Linked DNA regions of Delphinus delphis: region 2 is linked to region 1. A link is a contact called in public Hi-C data. All regions are on one chromosome and are shown on one strand. The core of a region is the stretch at or near the end of the contact, and the rest is flanking DNA. Distances in the headings are between cores, read along the strand shown. Region 1 holds the start of BNIP1 (BCL2 interacting protein 1). Region 2 holds the start of RPL26L1 (ribosomal protein L26 like 1).

Region 1 (6,779 bases), core at 1,662-4,161:
ATTCTGTGCCGCAACTGTTGAAACTTCTCTTTCACTTTAGTATTCAGTTCGGTAAGTGCACTTAATGGCCCTGAACAATCTCCAATATCCTAGGAGACATTGAAGAGATGAAGAGGTCTTTCTCAAGACAATGCAATGAAATGACACCAGCTGTACAGTGAGAGAGTTGGCTTACAGCACAACTAAGTTTGGCCTACTGACTGTAATTCATCCTGATCTTTGCTGTTTACCTCTGCAACACAAGCAAAAACATTATAATTTACATTTTCTCATCCCTCTTTAGGTTAATTCTGACCAAGCAACATAAAGGCATAGATAGAAACAAAATTGTCTTGACTTCTGAGTTCCTGAAGCTTAACAAAACGCCACCCAGCCACTATGAAAGACTTAAAGCAGCTTATACATCTGACAAGAATAAACATCCGAAAGAGATACTATAACTTTAGATCTTTCCAACTTGAAAATCAGGATGCTAAATTCCTGGCCTCATATGCCAAGATTAACTTCTCAATCTAATTTTACAAACCATCTATTATAAATCACACTGTTTATAAACATGTTTGAAGGTAGATTTAGAATTTGTTTCTGGACATTCAAAATTACCGGAGCCAGGTTTTTTGTCTTTGTTTTTTGGGGTTTTTTTGCAAAAGGGCAGAGCTGGTTTTATTCAACAGTCTCATTACAAAAATAACCAAAATGTATGCAGCAGCGGAATTAGGAAGGACCCTACCTGACTTCTGCAAGAGTGGGCAGCCCCCTTTTCCCCACAGCCCTGCAGGGGCAGTCAGCTAGCGCAGAGAGCCTCAGGGCAAGATAGCGGGCAGAGCTCTGCATGGGGGCCTGGCCTTGGCTAGTACTGTCCACTCTGAGCACTTCCATCCTCCCCGCCATTGTAAACACCATGCTCAGGTCAGGTCTCCCAATGCTGGGCATCAACCCTGCCCCGCTGTTAGGTCCTCAACAGGACAAACTATCCTGGAAACTTCCTTCCATCCAGCCAGCCAGGAAGGTAGCAAATAAGGGGTGACAACTCGAGGAAGGATGGGCCACCCCAGCATGGTTGGGGGCACTGCTCTCCCCCAACACTCCTAGGTGGGCTGTCCCTGGGCTGAAACAGTTCCCAAAGAGGCCATGGCGGCTCCCCAAGGCTGAAGGGAGTTGAGGCTGTGGTGGGCCCAGAGGGGAGCACTGGATTTCATTCCTAAGACCCTAGAGGCCCGGGGAGGGGAGCCCTGGGAGGCTCAGGCGTGCTCCATGGGGCCGGGGCCACCGGCGTGGGAGTGGGCAGGGGCTGCAGCCCGCAGGGGGCCAGCACTGGGCTCTGGGGATGCCGGCAGAGGGCCTGAGAGGCCGTCAGTGGAGTCTGTGTTGAGGTCCAGCCTCCAGTAAGCTTCACACAGAGGCAGACCATTAGCTTCGCAAAGACTTGAGCTAGACAAGTAATACTCCTCCTCCAGCTCGTAGAGGTCTATGGAGACCTCATCCCAGGGCCAGGTTTTAAAGCAGGCCCTAGAGCCAGATTATGTGGATTCAAATTCTGGTTGTAGCAGTTTATTAGCTGTGTAACCTTGAAAGTTAGAGTCCTCTGTGCCTCAGTTTCCTCATCACAACATACCCACTTCACAGACCAGGTACCTATGTAAAGGGCTTAGCAGAGGAGCTGGAACACAGTAAGAGTAGGCTAAATCTAGCTATCATCAATTGCTCTCATCATGAGAATGCAAATGTTGGAAAGTGCAAAAGGGCGCTTAAGCAATTTAGATTATGTGAAAAGGCAATTTCATCTGTTCTGAATCTTAAATTTATTTTTCTAGAATTGGTCCAGATGTTTTGTAGTTTACACATGGGAAATGTGAAGTTCAAGACGTTTAAATGTTTGCATCAAGTTGCCTCACTTGTTCTCTGGATTACTCGTTAAATCACAGTCCTTGCAACATATAATAAGCTATTAATTTGGTTTATTTTGCATCTGATTTCCGTGGGTAGCCTTACTTTCCTTCACCTTTTACGACAGCTAGTTGCAAACTCTGAGTCTACATAGAATGTTTAGTAACATTTGTTGGAAATGGAAACGATCTGCCTAAAAGGAAGGTTTTAAACTTTTGGTTTCTTTTTGCTAAACTCAAGGAACCATTTCTACATTCCTAACTCTTGCCTATGCCAATTGGTTTACTGCAATACTACCTTCTACCCTTAAAATTGGCTTAAGGCAAAGGACCTCAATTACCCCATCTGTTAAAGGAAAGAGTAGACTCTTAAGTCTTTTCTACAGACTGACTTTCCCTGTCCGGGTCCCAGTTTTGCCAGTATCTGCTTTCTGATCCAGGCAGACTCGATTTCCTCATTTACAACAATCTCAACTACGGTCCAGGTGACGTTCGTTTCACGTAACGAACGGTGCCTCCCATGCCAGGTGGCCTTTGGTGCCACGGGGCATCGGACCCAGGGAGCTGGCCAGCAGGGGGCGAGGCTAATGGCTTCCAGGACGCTACCAAAGGATGGAGAGGACGGTGCCAGAAGGCGGGGCCAAGCAGGATGACAGGTAAGCTTTGAGGCTGTCGTGGGGGCGAGGCGACGGCCAGAGGTGTGTAGGGGAGGGACCACAAAGGGGAAGGCTGGTCGGGGCTGAGGTGGAGGGGGCGTCCCGGAAGAGGGCGAGCCAACGGCAGCCAGATGGAGTATCAAGGCCAACGGTCAAGGGGACGAAGGGGACGGGACCAAGGGGGAAAAGCTCGGGAGTGAGACCGCCGAGCTCACAGAAGGCCAGTGGAGCTTGGGTTTAGGGCTACTGGACCCCGGCGGGGGTCCGGGGCATTAGTACCTGGATAAGCGCCTTCACCTCCAGGTCGAATTTGACAATCTCTTGGTTACAGATCCTGACGTGGACGTCTTGGGGAAACGCCATGTTGGGAAAGCCGGCTACGGGCTGCCGCGGTGCCCAAATTCCAACGCGTTTTTGCACCGGCTTCCTTCTTCCCCGTCGGGTTTTGCGGCAGCGACCCCTAGAGACCGGCCTGCGGCGAGCGAGGGTGGTAGCGCCGAGTCGTGTGGACTTTCCCTGACTCGTGGGAGAAATCAGTCGGCCCCTTGGTGTGGACCTGGTAAGACGGAGAGAAAGAGAGGAGGGAATTATCAGCAACGCTTTAACAGGGGCCTCTCCCCATCTTCCGCCCATCAGTCACTCTAATGACTGCATATTTTTTGCATAGAGGGGGGAAAAAAACTGGAGGAAAAGTATCAATTGGGATGTCTCTGGAAGGTGGAATTAACAGTTTTTTATATTTCTTTAAACTTTCTTGTATTTTTCATATTTTCTACAGTGAATATAAATTGTGGAGTGAAAGAAAAAAATGACAAATGTTATCATTACTTTTTTAAATGTACGGAATTCAAAGCAGTTTGCTAGGGTACTTCCTGTCAGTCCAGCCCACGGTCCGAGGGATCTTCCTAAAACGCACAACTGATCAAGCCACATTCCAGCTTACACCCCTTCACTGGCTCCTGGTGGTTGCCTTTTGTGTACAATTGGATTTAATAAATTTACCTCGCTGGAGTAGTTTCGATGGAAATAATTAAGAACAGACCCTCAACAGATGGAGGCTCTTTCATTGAATTTTTATTAACTAGTCCAAATTTCTTAGCTGAACCTCAAGGGCATCAGGTACCCCACACAGCCCTGTCTCCTTCCTGGATTCTTCAAGCTCTTTTTGGATCTGTAGCCTTGGAGGGAACACCCTCCCTTAAGGTGTTCATCACCCCACTGCACCTAATAAACAGGCTGTATATTGCAGGCTTGGGCATCTGCCCTGGCTTGAATCCTGCTTGACAACCCACTTCACATCTCTGTGCTTCAGAGGCTAAATGCTGGTGACCACAGCACTGACTGAAAGATTAAAAGAGGTAATACATAAAAAGCACCAAGCACAATGTAGTAATTTGGTACATCGTAAGAATGCAATGCACATGACTATTATTATATTACTGACATTTGTGGAGCACTTCCCTTGTGCCAGGTACTTTGTACTAAGTGCTTTATATGTATCATTCTAACTTAACTCTCACAACAACCCTGTGAGGTAGAGCTATCCACTTTTTACAGATGAGGAAACAGGCACAGAGAGATAATGAGTTGCCTAGAGCAAATGGAATTGCTAGGTCAAAGGATATATGCATTTTAAAATTCTGATACATGCTACCGAATTGCTCTTTATAGAAGTTATATCAATTTACACTCCCACCAGCAATGTGGTACAAATGCCTGCTTTCTCACGGCCTCGTACACACGGTGTGTTAACAAACACTGGGATTTTTGCCAATCTGATTAAGTGAAAAATGCCATCTTTCAATTTTCATTTCTCTTATCATGAATGGAGAACTACTTGTATTTATTTTACTATCTGCTCATTTTTCTATTAGGTTGTCAGTCTTTTTCATATCAGCTCCCAGAGTTCTTTAGATAGTAGGAGGATTTGCCCTTAGAAATGAGCTTTGTCTCTTAGTCTACAGAATTTTGACTTGGCTTTTATGGTGTTTTGGGCCTTAAAAAAGTTTTATTTGAAATTTTATTTTTACATTTAGATCTTTACCCATTTTGAAATATGTGTTGGCTTATGGTGGGAGATACAGAGCCAAGTTTACTTTCTCCAGAGGGTTACCCAGTTGTTCCAACACTATTTTCTGAACAATCCATCCTTTTCTCACTGGTTTCAGATGCCACACTTACCATATAAATTAAATATAAATAATATATAAATTAATAACATTAATATTATTTATAATATATAAATTAAATATAAATACATCTGAATCTATTTCTATACTTTCCATTCTATTCTGTTGGCCTATTCATTCATTCACCAAAATGATACTGTTTTAATATTAGTTTTATGTGTTTTAATATCTGTTAGGATCGAACACCCCACTTTTTTCCCCATGTGAACTTTAGTTTTTTGAAATCGTATTGGTATGTCTTATCGGGATGGCACTGAATTGTTCATTTAAGTTAGGAGGACTGACAGGTTTATGCCGTTGACTGTTCCTATTCAAGAACTTGGTCTATCTTTCCACTTGTTCAAGTCGTCTTCTGTATCCTTCATAGTATTTTAATGTTTTCTTCAGAGTTTGTACATTTTCTTTTAAGTTCATTCCTGGAGACATTTTAAGATTAAAACCTTTTAAAGAAACTGAGGTTGACATTCTTCAGGTCAAACGTTTTGGATCCTCAAGTAGAAGCTCCCTGTTCAGGACACTGAAGAAACCCAAACTCTGCACGCAGTAGATAGGCCCACGTGACCTTGAGCCCCTTTCCCATCATGCTACTTGGTGGAAAGTCCTCTGCAACCAACAGTCACCAATTGCATTTCCATGAGGCAATTAGAGAAAACATAGCTCCTCTTTTCTCCACCCTCCAACATACTCCATTCTAACAAAAAAGACTCAATTCTAAGGCCTTCAGCTAGAGGCCATCTTTGAGGGATAGATATACAATTTGGTGACCCGCACTCCCCATCACTGACTACTGCCAATGCTGTTTTGCTTCCGTCACCTTTACCTACTGATCCTGAGACTAGCTTTTGTTTACTGCATCTACTAGGTTCTGGCTTTAGTTCTTTCTGGTTTGCAGACCCTAAGCCCATTATCTCCCTCCTACACAGACATCCATCCAAATATTGCCAGTGACTTGGCCAGGTCCCTTACAGAGGGGTACGGATTGTCTCTGAGTGCTGCAAGCAGATTGCCATTTGAATTGGAGTTCTGTATCACCTAAGCTGGGTCTGGGGTGAGTCCCTGCATCTGGTTCTAGTCTCTTTTGTAAAATGGACACGATCACCCACCTACTGGGCCACAGAGAGCAGCAGGTGAGTTCCCTGATAGGAAAGCACCTAGCAGGGGCTTAATGAATGCCACCCTAGCCTTCTAGGACTTTCTAATGCCTTCTTCCTATTCTGAACCTTTCAGCTGGGATATTAAAGTATTTCCCAACTAATGTTTTTCTCTCTAAGGTGCTCTCCTGGTTCCGAAATCAATGTGGGCAACGAGAGACAACTGAACAGCCCATCTCACTGGGTGCTACCTAACAGAAGGGTTGGTTTCCTAAGAGCTGTACTGGAAGGGCTGGCTCACCCAGCTCCTTAAAGTGCCCAGACTCTGACAGAGGCTCCTGTGAGGTCAAGTCCTGAAGCAGAACCAGTCCATGAGAGGCTAGGCCCACTTTGCTTCCTGACAGCCTCAGTGTCACTCAAATGAAGCAAAAAGGGCTTCTTCAAGGGACCAGGGATGTCATGCACACAGCCTGTCAATTCTCTTAACATACCCCACTTGATGTGGTACCAGTGTCCTTGCAAATACCTCTGCGGTAATGTACCTAGAACCCTTTGTGTGTTTAACAGCTCTTGTGTTGTTTTGTGGCCCTGTTCACACGTGGCCTCCCTTAGCAGACTAAACGTTAGTGGCGGTCTCTTTAGTCTCCTTCTGGCCAGTACGCAGCACAAGTCTTGGCAGAGAAAGTGCTAAACAAATGTTTGTTGGCCGAAGGAACACACTGCTACAGTGGTGTTTACTCGGGTCCCCTGATTTAACAGTTCTATGTATATGCCCAGCCTAGCTTGGGGACCTACTTAGAATTATGAAACACACAAACACATACAAAGGCTTAAGTCAGGAGAGACTCAAAATACCTTCTTTCCCTCAGAGAAATCGCTTGGCCAAAGAATCAAGGAGGAGAAATAAGGATAAACTAAACTATGCTCTAAACTATAAAGAATGTAAATGTTTTTGTC
Region 2 (6,779 bases), core at 2,897-5,396, 130 kb after region 1:
GCTCAGTAGTTGTGGCTCACAGGCTCTAGAGCGCAGGCTCAGTAGTTGTGGTACATGGGCTTAGTTGCTCCACGGCATGTGGGATCTTCCCGGACCAGGGCTCGAACCCGTGTCCCCTGTGTTGGCACGTGGATTCTTAACCACTGTACCACCTGGGAAGCCCCTGCCCTCCTTTTCTTTATCTCATCTTCCAATTCCAACCCGTCAACAGTCTTCATCCATTCAATAAATATTGATTGTGCCCCTGTTGTGTGCCAGGCTCTGCACTGAGGTCAGGTAACAAAAAAGAAGAGTTCTCTGGCCTCACGGAGCTTAGTCTGATGGGTAGTAGGCAGCTGAGAGGTAAACATGCAAATATATAATCCTAACTGGAACAGGGCACATGGGAAGATACTGAGATGATAAAAAATGGTCTACGTCATATTAGGGTGACGCTACATGGTTTTACATCTGCCAAAACTCACCTGTGCATTTCACTGTATGTAAATGATGCCTCAGTTTTTTTAAAAAATGATCTCAAATTGTGTTCACTGCTATGAAAAAAGAATAAAGGATGCTATACTAAAATACTGAGTAAAGTATCTGGGAAGGCTTTTCTGAGGAACTGACATTAATATAAGACCTGCAAAAGGAGGAGTTAGCCAGGTAAAGGGGAGAAGAGCACTCCAGGCAGAGGGAGCATTCTGGACAAAGACGCAGAGAGAGAAAGATTTAGGTGCATTTAAGGACCTGAAAAGACCAATGTGTTTGAAGTACAGAGCACGTGGGGGATAATAAGATGAGATGAGGTCAGAGAACTAGACCTGGACTGGCTCACGCAGGGCCTTGTCAGAGATTTCGATTTTACCGTCAGCACATCAAGCACCACTGATAGGTTTTAAGCAGGATCTGATTTGCAAACAATGCCACTCTGTGGAGAATGGACTACAGTAACAGTGGAAGCTACAGATGCTTTGAACTAAAATGGAAATACAAAGAAGTGGTCAGATTCAAGAGGTATTTTGGAGGTAAAATCAACAAGACTTAGTGATCGATTAGAAGAGAGGGGTTAGGGAAAGTTAATAATAATTTAAAGGTTTATGATATACCTAAGTGGGGAGATAGAAGTGTCACTTACTGAGGTGTGAAAGATGGGACGAGAATCAGATTTTAGAGGCAGTGGGAATATCAGGATCTCATGCATAAGAAGCTTGAGATGTCTGTGAGATATCCAAATACAGATGTTCAGCAGGCAGTTAGATCTACAGCTCTGTGGTCAGAAAAGTAGTTTGGACTGGGATGTAAAAGAGGAAGGTGTTAGCACAGAGCAGACATTTAAAACTTTAGGAATAAATATTACCATCTAGGTAGACCACGTAGGCCAGCCAGTGGAAGACCAGGTGCAGGCCCTGTGACAAACTCCAGCATTTAGGGAGCAGGCAGAGGAGAAATAGCCAGCAAAGGAGTCTGGGAAGTTGCAAGTAAATTGTGAGCCTGAAGTGTCACAGAAGCTAAAAAGAGAAGCTGTTTCAAGAAGTAAGGTGGAGCAACCTATGCCAAATGCTGCTGAAAAAGTCAAGGACAGGGCTTCCCTGGTGGCGCAGTGGTTAAGAATCCGCCTGCCAATGCAGGGGACATGGGTTCGAGCCCTGGTCCGGGAAGATCCCACACGCCGCAGAGCAACTAAGCCCGTGCGCCACAACTGCTGAGCCTGCACTCTAGGGCCCGTGAGCCACAACTACTGAGCTCGCGTGCTACAACTACTGAAGCCCACGCACCGAGAGCCCATGCTCCACAAGAGAAGCCACGGCAATGAGAAGCCCGTGCACCACAATGAAGAGTAGCCCCCGCTCGCTGCAACTAGAGAAAGTCCACACGCAGCTACAAAGACTCAACGCAGCCAGAAAAAAAACAAAAACAAAAGTCAAGGACAGTGAGACCAAGATGTGACCACTGAATTTAGTCACAAAGAGGTCAGTGGGGACTTCCCTGGTGGCACAGTGGTTAAGAGTCTGCCGCCAATTCAGGGGACACGGGTTCAAGCCCTGGTCCGGGACGATCCCACATGCTGTGGAACAACTAAGCCCATGCGCCACAACTACTGAGCCTGCACTCTACACCCCGCGAGCCGCAACTAGTGAGCCCACGTGCCACAAGTACTGAAGCCCACGCGCCTAGAGCCCATGCCCCACAACAAGAGAAGCCCGTGCACCGCAAGAAAGAGAAAGCCCCACGCAGCAATGAAGACCCAATGCAGCAATAAGTAAATACATACATACATACATAAATAAATAAGAGGTTATTGGTGATCTCAGCCAAGAGCAGTTTCTATAAAGTAAAGAATCCAGATTTTCCAGGTCTCTTGCAAAACTGAAGAATCTGACAACAACTGAACGTAACTGAAGAGTCTTCATTTCCCTAGCGCAGCAATGGGCTGAGGGTATATGACTATCTCCCTTAAAAGAGCCCACTTCCTTTAATTTGCCTAACTAGACCCTAGAGGCATTTGCAATCCCCCCCATTCTAGAACATGCCTGATGGGAAGGATCCAGGAGAGAAGAGGTTGAACCCTACTTCTGAATTATTTTTTTCTATGCTATTCCTGTTACAATCTCAGCCTAACTTATCCCCTGCTTCCAGTCTTTTCCTCCTCAAAGCTTCAGAGTCCCAGTGCCTTAGGTGATCCACCAAATCCCTTACTTCATTCTCTAAAACAATGGTTCTCAACTGGGGGAGGGTGGCAGGGGTGGATTTTGCTCCCCAGAGACACTGGGCAACACCTGGAAATATTTCTGCTTGTCATAACTGTGAGGAGGTGCTACTGGCATCTAGTGGGGAGAGACCAGGGATGCTGCTAAACATCCTACAGTGCACAGGAGAGCTCAGCACAACAAAGAATTATCCAGCCCAAGAAGTCAATAGTGCTGAGGTTTTAAGAGGGGCCTGTAGGTCCTGTGCACTGTTAGTGTTCTAGGGAACACTGCCTGGTAAGTGCTCAATAAATATTCCCTCAAGGAATGAACATAGCCCCTGTCTATTTTACTCACCCTCACTTCCCCTCTCTACTACACATCCTAATCCTAAGCTCCAGGCACAAAGAACAGAGGGCTTATACCTTCTCACATGGGCCGTACTCTCACAATTTCAGGCCTCTGACTTGCTGCTGCTTCTCCATTCTCCCTGCCAAGTCCAGCACCATCAAATGCCCAGCTTCCACTAAACTCAATGATAACAAGACCCTACTCTTATTGCAAAACATTCCCCTGCAAAGTCTGGTTCAAATAGCCACCCTGGGTAATGCCTGGCAAACTAGCAGCCTCCGCAGACAAAATAAGAAAACAAGAGTTTTGCTTGGTTGGTACAGTATATTTCTCAAATTATTATTATTAAAGAATTGAGTTGGAATGCTCTAAATTAGGCTGGACAGGCGCTCTCTGGTGACTCTGGGCCCCATCTCCGGTCTAACACATCTGCAGGCTCACATTACCTGCCAGTCCTCCACGTCCAAGCACACTCGACGTTCTCAGGCAAAGGCGGCGCCCGAGCGCCACGCAGCTGGGTAACTAGAGCCCGGAGGACACATACCTGGACCTCGTCGTCCTTGCGGATGGGCATGGAGCGAACGTTGTATTTCTGCCGCAGCTCCTTGGAGAGTGGAGACGACATGATCTTCCTGCGCACGTGGGAGGGGGCATTGAAGTGACGTTTGCGGTTTTTGCTGCGGTCCGAGGTCACGAAGGGGTTGAATTTCATGGTGACGGTCTGCAAAGAAAGGCAAGGGAGAGAGAGAAGGGACGCTCAATGGGGTACCGGGGCATTCTCTGCATCCGGGACACTTCTCCCATCCCTGCGCAAGGGCTCTAGGGAGGTGGCCTCGGAAGAAGGCGACTGAAGAAAAACGAAGGATGTGAGGGGTCTGGGTGTTACACAGAGGAAAGCGTGCGTGGGGAGCACATGCTTGACTAAACGGATCTGGGCCGAAGGTGGCACTGGGACCTTGAGGCTAACCGAGGGAGGAGGGCTCGGACTGCACGGTTCGGGGTCCCGCAGAGACACCTCCAGGGAGGCAGGCAGCCCCTGCACTCACCTACCTGGCGACCGCAGGTTTCAGACCCTGGGCGCGCAAGGCCGGAAGTGAGGCTTCCTTGCCGCGCAAGCGCAGAAAGAAAGCAATGCTCCATTCCTATCGGAACGAAACTGAATAGCGTCCCCTCCGGCATGGGGTGGGATCGCAGTGCCTCGTTTTCGGGGGCCACGGGAGCGCTAGGCGGCTCCGGGAGTCATGCCTGGAACCCGGTGACTTCGTGCCGCTGGGGAGAAGGGGCACTTTTGTAGGGCCTGCAATAAAGGCTTGTTGATGTTCTTTTAATAGGTACATTATCAGTAGTCTCTCTCCTACCCCAAACTCTTTGCCCGTTACCCTCCGCAGAGGTCGTCTAGGCGTATGGTAGGGGTAATTTAACATCATGATTTAACATTGCTGTAAATGCAATCGGCTAACTTGCTTCTTCAAAATCACCGAGGAGCCTGTTCAAAATGCAGATTTTTGTGTTCCACCACAGCCCTGCAGAATCAGACAGCGTTAGGTCGGGGTCTGGGGCTCTGAATTTAGAGCAAGCACTTCCCCTCACCAAAGATTTTGAGGCGCACGCATGTTTGAGCGTCATTACAAACCAACCACTTGGCTTTGCAAAACTTCACCCCAGAGCTTCCCTGGTGGCGCAGTGGTTGAGAGTCCGCCTGCCAATGTAGGGGACACGGGTTCGTGCCCCGGTCCTGGAAGATCCCACATGGCGCGGAGTGGCTGGGCCCGTGAGCCATGGCCGCTGAGCCTGCGCGTCCGGAGCCTGTGCTCCGCAACGGGAGAGGCCACAACAGTGAGAGGCCTGCGTACCAAACAAACAAATTTCACCCCAGTCTTCTAGCCCTTTTTAGAAGAGCTGGAGTTGTAGTGAGACCTGAACCCAAGTGCCTCTTCACGTTGCTGGACCTTGGCTCCTTATCTGTGAAATGGGGATGATCTTAAGTAGATGACTCATAGAGTTGTTACGAGGACTAAATGAGTTAATCCGTTTCTTGTGTTTAGAACAGTGTCTGGCGCATAGCGCTCAATTACAGCCACCTATTATTCCTAAAGAGAGCGGAGGCCTTGCTCCAGGACAGCCCTAAGGACAGGCCTCACCAGAGTCAGACTTTTGCCATTAACTCCCAATGACGCAAACTGTAAGCTTTCCGTGTTTGATGTAAACACGTGCAATGCGCCATGCTAACTGAAGCTGTGCTCTCTCTCCCCTTTTAACTCCGTTGAGAGTCTTCTTTAAAAGCCGGCTAGGGCAGCCGGGATTCTGCAGACTAGCGCGCCTGCGGGTTTGTAGCTATTGCCCCGCCCCACTCATTCCGGCCCCCACCACCCCGCCCTGCCCACCTTGTCCCCGCCTCGCCCCGCCTGGTGGTGCCCGAGCTCCGCCTCCCGCCTGGGGTAGGCAACCCAGTGTCGCCGGCACCACCCCTCTCGTCAGACTGAGAGTCCCTCTGCGCGGCCTCTGGGAATGAGAGGCCTCCAATCCCGGCTCCGCTGTGCGGGAGGCTCTCAGTGATTGGTTGAATGGATTCATTGAATGGATTGACTCATTCAATTCATATCTGTTGAGCGCCTACTTTGTACCAGACGCCAGATAGAAAGAAGAGATGGGACTTCTCTGGCGGTCCAGTGGTTAAGACACCGTGCTTCCACTGCAGGGGACACGAGTTCGATGATCCCTGGTGGGGGAACTAAGTTCCCGCATGCCCGCGGTGGAGCCAAAAAAAAAAAAAAAAAGAAAGACTTGCCTGACTCAGGCAGGTCCCCTGTTCTCTCCCAGTTTGGGTGTTCCCTAACATATGGTGATGAAATTATGAAATACCAGCATTTACTCATCCTCATGATCAACAGTGGCATCTGGCTTGATCTCTAGACTTGCTGGGTGCTGTTTAAGGTTTAATTCCAGATCCCCTGAGGTCAGTGTTGGAGCCCTCTGGCCTTCAGACTCAGGGAGGATGGCTACACCTGGGCTGTCTGCAGAAGCCAGGGTAGCAGCAGTAAGCGGGGTGAAATTTGTTGAGGCAATAGCAACTGAAAGACCACCCATTATAGGCTCCAAAAGTAAGGACGTGGGGGGAACAGTCATGAGAAAGGAAGATCTTAAATGTCCTCACCACACACAGACACACACACACAAAAGAAATGGTAATTATGTGAGGTGCTGGAAGTGATCACTAATGCTGTGGTAATCATGAGGCAGTATGTAAGTGTATCAAATCAACACGTTGCACACCTTAAACTTACAGAATATTATAGGTCAGTTATATCTCAATAAATCTGGGGGGGAGAAAGGAAGACACTTCTCATGGGCATGGCAGGGGCAGACGCCATTGTGACCGAGTGCACATAGATGGTCATAGAGGGCTTCTCAGAGCAGCCCTCACAGTGTTCATCAGACCAAAGCCCCCTGATGAATTCATTCATTCATGCAGTCATTCATTCACTTGCTCACTGGCTCCTTCTCTGCTCATTCATTACTTCCCTATCACATTCATTAAGCCATTTACCCACACATTCATCCATTTGCTCATTAATTTATTCACCATTTATTTGATACCTACGTGGAGCCACAGGTACAGGGCTAGATCAAAGAGATCTGGGGAGGAGTGAAGTCCCGTCCCTGCTCCCAAGGAGCACAGGGCCTCACTGGTGAGGGGCAGCCATGTGAGGGTAGATCATTACAACCCAAGATTATCAAGATTGTTCACGCTCAACCAGG

Evidence for each region. A called contact is a pair of places that touch in the nucleus more often than the background predicts.
Region 2: a Hi-C map of lung shows a contact between it and region 1, with 5 times the contacts expected there. The contact joins the promoter of RPL26L1 here to the promoter of BNIP1 in region 1. A contact is called at or near these places in 2 of 3 Hi-C or Micro-C datasets (lung and muscle).

Annotation. Positions count from the first base shown.
Region 1 is chr3:24,760,347-24,767,125 of mDelDel1.2, forward strand. It overlaps BNIP1 (BCL2 interacting protein 1), which reads right to left and starts at 2,912. Exons shown (of 6, transcript XM_060008377.1): 1 at 2,822-2,912; 2 at 1-89. The coding sequence starts at 2,905. It overlaps CREBRF (CREB3 regulatory factor), which reads right to left. Exons shown (of 10, transcript XM_060008375.1): 10 at 3,011-3,098.
Region 2 is chr3:24,888,568-24,895,346 of mDelDel1.2, forward strand. It overlaps RPL26L1 (ribosomal protein L26 like 1), which reads right to left and starts at 4,147. Exons shown (of 4, transcript XM_060006791.1): 1 at 4,071-4,147; 2 at 3,565-3,741. The coding sequence starts at 3,732.